Regions from separate parts of the Mus musculus genome. Here region 1 is linked to region 2. The links are chromatin contacts, called in public HiChIP or PLAC-seq maps. All regions are on one chromosome and are shown on one strand. The core of a region is the stretch at or near the end of the contact, and the rest is flanking DNA. Distances in the headings are between cores, read along the strand shown.

Region 1 (3,037 bases), core at 44-2,543, 97 kb before region 2:
TCCACCTTCACCTCCCCCATCTTCTCCCACCCCTCTGGATCCGGGGGCGGGGCAGGGTGCTGGCAGGGAAGCAGCTACCTAAAACTTGATTATGTCTCGGGTTAAGAAGTGTTCACAGACAATATAAAAACAAACCAAAACATACCGGGACCCATCCACACATGAACGTAGCCAAACACCCAATACAAACAAATCGCACATGGCCACACGGGATTCACACACAAAGAGAAACGTATCCCAATCTTCACAAAGGAGTAGCAAACAAATTCTCTCTGTCACACAGACACACATCTCTTGCAGAACACAAATAATCCAAATCAAAAAAAGCCATAGAACTACCTATGAATGTCATGTATCCAGAGACCCAGATGGTTCCAGAGACAGCTTATCCACAAAGACCCACAACATGGAAACACACCACACAACACTCATCCCAACAGTCACACAATGTCAAAAGATAGGGACCCTATAAACATTTACATATGCGCTTACATATCCATCCAAAGACACTCCAGCCAAACACACAATACAAAGACATCACTGAGATTTTCAAGGGTACACATACACAGAAACCCCAAATTTAAAATGCATCCCCAAATACACAGGTACACGCCTTGGAAACAGAGGGGCAGTCAGGTCTGCTCATGTTCACACAAAAATTTAGACCTATCCTCACACGTCCATATCCAAAGACACAGAACATAAATGGTGCAGATTCGCCAGACATGTGCACACACTTCGAGACCCAAATACTCAGATAGGTAGTGCAGAATAAAAGAAACCCTATACATACCCACACATTCAGCTACAAAGCAAAAAGCAATGTATAAGTCGCTCAACACACTCCACACCCCAAGACAAAGGTAGCGTGGATTCGAGTGTACCCAGGCCCCAGCTTCCCTAGACCATGTACCCTCTCTCAAACCCTGGCATCCCTGGGAGGGGACATGACCCCTTTCCCCTAAAAATCCTTGGAGACCCCTCCCCCACGCCCTCTCCCAGTCCTGGAGCAACGCGTCGGACATCATTCTTGCTAAACACCCTCAGTCACATACACTCGCACCCCCGCACGCGGTGACAGCCCCCTGACACCCCACCAGCCCCACCCCCAGCGGCCACACACATACACACGCGCGCGCGCGGCCGCACAGACCCGCCCGCGCCGACTCCCCCGCCTCGCGCCCACCCGCACCACCTCAGGGGGCTGGGGATGACCGTGGCCATCTTGCTCCCCGGGTCCTGCCCCCAGCAGGTCCCTGCCGGGTCGGTCCTCCCAGCGGTCGGGCGGGCGCTGAGGCCGCCCATCCATTCATTCCCAGGGGGCGGGAGCACGAGGATCTCAGCCAATCAGGATGGCAGGGCGGGCCGCCCAGGCCATGCCGGGAGTGGTAGTCCCTAGCGGGTCCTCCGACCCAGGGGGTGGGGTGGGGGAGGGATGGAGGATCTCGCAGTCGTTCACACACGCTCACTCACACGCACTTCCAGCCCCACGTGCACAGACGCATGCACGCACACACGCGCACATGGCAGCTTACACATAGTCACACTACACTCGCAGACTTCCATTCACCCCACCTTCACGCACAACCGGCCACAGGCGCGCGGGGACCTCGCAGGTGCCCACCCAGCTGTGTCACCAGCACGCCAAACGCCACCTAGCACTCCAAGCTGTAGAGAACCCATCGTGACTGAGAGATGACTCTCGCGGCCACCCCAGTCCACTCCTACGAAGGACTACAGAACTGCCTTCCTTCTTCCTGGCCTCAAATCCTCGCTTGTGGGACTTGGTGCGCATGACTTAAGCTAAGCGTTCTGGGCCTGTCTCAACGGACTGAAGATTACAATAGCAACAGGGTAAGTGACTGTTTTAGGGACAGCATCTTGCTGTTCAGCCCAAACTGGCCATTTTTCCTGTCTCTCCAAGTGCTGAAATTAGTGTGTGACGCCATACCAGGCAAGTGCTGGAATTAGTACCTGGCAGATACCTATAAATTCATTTATTCCACCGAGAAGATATCTACAAAGAGGATCTGATATGTACCAAGGCATAAAGTGGTTGCACTGTTATTAGGAAGAATAAATAGCCTGCCTTAGCAGGTGTTCAACAAATATTTGTTGAGTGAATACTTAACACTCACTATGTGCTTAACACAGCTCTCTCCAGGTTAAACCGGACTATCCTCATTTTCTAGAGAAGGGCTTTGAGATCCTGGGAGGAAACCTTACCTGTTCTCAGCCCCTGGCTGCTGTCTGGATATAGAATTCGTGTGCCTGCACACGTCCCTACAGGATCCTCCTTGCCTCCTTTTCTCTCCCACACTCTACCCTAAGAGATCCCCAGAGAATGAGCTGACCTACTGAATATCACACACACACACACACACACACACACACACACACACGACTCACACTCAGCCCCACCTCTGGGGAATAACTTAGCATTCTGATTAGAGTGGCAGCATAAATTAGCATATCAAGTGTTAATACAAAAAAAATTCTTGTCCAGCAGGGGGCGGTCCACCCATCATAAGTCTCAAGGTTTCCCGCACTTCACACACACAATACACCTCTAGACTGCTATAGCTCCCTTCCACAAATGTCCCCATCCACCCACCCACCCACCCATCTCAGGCGTCCCCCGGCACTGCAGGGTGTCTGATTTACGTCCTGCCCAGGAATAAATAAGGGGTGTGGGTACCCCTCACATAGTATCATCTCCAGACCATGCCATGATACGTCCAGTCTCCAGACCCAGTATTGAGCTCAGAGGGTCCTTGTCACAATCCTCTGCCACCCTCCAGATTCCCAGCACACCAACTTGATTTCGCAGCTCTACCTCAGCCCTTACACTCAGATCCTGTCACCTCTGAAGCCCAGGCTACTACCAGGAAAGGCCCCGGCTCTCTTTCCTTTCCCATCACTGTCACAGACCCTTCCTAGAATGCTCTCCTCAGAACTTGGCCCTCCCAGTCCTCAGTTGCCCAAGCAACGCTCCTGCCCAGGAGCCCAGTGCCCTGTGTGATAATGCTAATTACTC
Region 2 (2,700 bases), core at 79-2,578:
GGGCGTGGCCAAGAGAGGAGACTGAGCGAGGATTTGAACTACTGCAACACTCGGTGCCTGAATCAGGACCAGGGGCGTAGCCAAGAGAGGAGACTGAGCAAGGATTCGAACTACTGCAACACGTGGGGCCTGAACCAGGACCAGGGACATGGCCAAGAGAAGAAACAGACCGAGGATTTGAACTACTGCAACACTCGGGACCTGAGTCAGGGCCAGGGGCGTGGTCAAGAGAGGAGACGAAGCGAGGATCCGAACCACCGCGACACTCGGGGTCTGAGCCAGGACCAGGGGCGTGGCCAAGAGAGGAGACAGAGTGAGGATTTGAACTACTGCAACACTCAGGGCCTGAACCAGGACCGGGGGCGTGGCCAAGAGAGAAGACAGAGTGAGCATTTGAACTACTGCAACACTTGGAGCCTGAACCAGGACCAGGGTCGTGGCCAAGAGAGAAGGCAGAGTGAAGATCCGCTCTACCGCGACACTCCAGACCGGAGCCAGGACCAGGGGCGTGGCCAGAAGAGAAAGCAGAGCCAGGATCTGATTTCCAGAACGACTCAGACCTTGAGCCAAGGCAAAGAGCCTAGCGAGTTCGGAGGTGTGGGCGAGGATTCACGAAAGGACAAGAAGACTCTAAGCCGGTTCCTGAGCAGGGCAGGAGCGAAAAGAAAGGGGCGTGGCGAAGAGCAGTGTGTGGGCGGGGAACCTTTTGAGGGCGGAGCCAAGTCCCCTGAGGGGCACAGTGGTAAGGAAAACAGGAAGTGCTCTGGCAAGGCAAGAAAAAAAAAGAGGGACTTGGCGAAGAGTAGGTTAGGAGTTCCAAGAACGGGAACAGAAAAGAGCAAAGCCAGGGCAAAGAGAGAGAGAGTAACTAGGAAGCAGGGTGAAAAGAGCCGCAGGGGTAGGGACAGTAGTAAGAGCAGGGGCGGGGCGAGGAGTATTAGTAGGGGAGGGGCGAGGAGTATTAGTAGGGGAGGGGCGAGGAGTATTAGTAGGGGAGGGGCCGGGAGAAAGAGCAGGGGCGGGGCAAGGAGTGTTAGTAGGGGAGGGGCCGAGAGTAGGAGCAGGGGCGGGGCGAGGAGTATTAGTAGGGGAGGGGCCGAGAGTAGGAGCAGGGGCGGGGCGAGGAGTATTAGTAGGGGAGGAGCTGGGAGTAAGGGCGTGGCAAGGCCTAAGAGCAGGGCCCGGGCAGAGAGTAAGGGGCCCCAAAGCCTGATCAAAGGTGGAGCTAGGAAGAAGAGTGGGAAAAGGGGCAGGAACTGAGCGGTTTCCTAGAGATCAGCCTCAGCTAGCCAACTTGCAAGTGGGTGTTAATCCCCACGTTCTCCAGGTTCTAGCTACATGGTGTCCCGGCCAGCCATGTCCCCGGTCAGCCCTGTGTGGCCGAGAAAACCAAACCTTTGGGCATTCTGGGTACTGCGGCTAGTGCTATTGCTGTCGTTGAAGTCGTGGGCGGAAGATACCTTACAGCATTGCACCTGGCTTCTTGTCCTGAACAAGTTCGAGAAGGTAGGCTTGCATCTCTCCAAGGATCGATTTCAAGATCATGAGCCCATCGATACAGTGGCCAAGGTGTTCCAAAAGTTGACAGACTCGCCAATCGATCCGTCAGAGGTGAGGGAAGTGAGATCAAGAGTATCAAAGAGATTTGGGGTCAGTAAATAGAGAGATCTCGAGTCAGTACACCAAGTGACTAGGTATTTCCTCCACCTTTCTTTACAGAACTATTTGAGCTTTCCTTACTACTTGCAAATCAACTTTTCCTGTCCGGGACAGGTAAGAGTTTACAGTATGAGTAGGCTGATTTCTGTAAGTCTCCAGTTTCCCATTTTCAGCAGTGTTTTTTCAATACAGTTTAATAGTAGTCTCCACCAACCCTGAAGGCATTAAAGATTCAGTCTCCCACTAGGTACAAGAACACAATAGGGACAAAAAGTGAGCACAGCACTCCCCCCCCCACGGGGCCCCATTTTAAAATTGAGATGTAGCTCTTATTTTGTTTAGGGGCCTAGGGACAGAATCCAAGGCTTTGTACATGCTACCACTGCTACCTGCTACCACCCTGTTCTCAGCCCCTAAAGGTGTCGTTCTAAAGTATACAGATCAGTACATTTTAGTGTATCTACAGAGTCAGGCAACCGTTTCAGCTCCATTCTGTCATTCCATGACAGAAAAACTGTGACCAAGGCAACTTATAAACCAAAAGTCCATGAGCAGCACAGTAGGGAACCCGGTGGGACCACCATGGCAGGTACTTCCATCCACAAGCAGGAGGCAGAGAAAGCGAACTAGGAATGGTGCAGACCTCAAGGCCTAACACCCCTGGTGACACATCTTCTCCATGAAGGCCATATGTAATCCTATTCAGTCAGACCCACAGCTAAGGACCAAGCATTCAAACATAGGAGCCTGGGGTGTTCAAACAGTACCTCACTTAAGCAATCACACTAACCTCATTATCTTTCTCCGGAACGTTCCTATTATCCTCCAATAAGAACCCTGTGTCTGGGCCGGGCGTGGTGGCGCACGCCTTTAATCCCAGCACTCGGGAGGCAGAGGCAGGCGGATTTCTGAGTTCGAGGCCAGCCTGGTCTACAAAGTGAGTGCCAGGACAGCCAGGGCTATACAGAGAAACCCTGTCTGGAAAAACCAAAAAAAAAAAAAAAAAAAAAAAAGAACCCTGTGTCTAATAGTAGTTATTCT

Evidence for each region. HiChIP or PLAC-seq counts read pairs in DNA pulled down with a chosen protein or histone mark.
Region 1: a contact with region 2 is called in an H3K27ac HiChIP or PLAC-seq map of microglia, with 7 times the contacts expected there. The contact joins the promoter of Dpf1 here to the promoter of Catsperg1 in region 2. A contact is called at or near these places in 12 of 39 promoter capture datasets (the 3T3-L1 cell line, 3T3-L1-derived adipocytes, the HPC-7 cell line and 6 more), 5 of 484 Hi-C or Micro-C datasets (the N1E-115 cell line, embryonic stem cells and nephron progenitors), 6 of 115 datasets of contacts at active chromatin or transcription factors (embryonic stem cells, epiblast stem cells, forebrain and 2 more) and 4 of 9 other capture datasets (adipose tissue, embryonic tail, liver and 1 more).

What each region holds. Positions count from the first base shown.
Region 1 is chr7:29,306,257-29,309,293 of GRCm38.p6, reverse strand. Dpf1 (D4, zinc and double PHD fingers family 1) reads right to left here and starts at 1,293. Exons shown (of 12, transcript NM_001368371.1): 1 at 1,196-1,293. The coding sequence starts at 1,224.
Region 2 is chr7:29,209,553-29,212,252 of GRCm38.p6, reverse strand. Catsperg1 (cation channel sperm associated auxiliary subunit gamma 1) reads left to right here and starts at 1,328. Exons shown (of 28, transcript NM_001368407.1): 1 at 1,328-1,611; 2 at 1,720-1,773. The coding sequence starts at 1,339.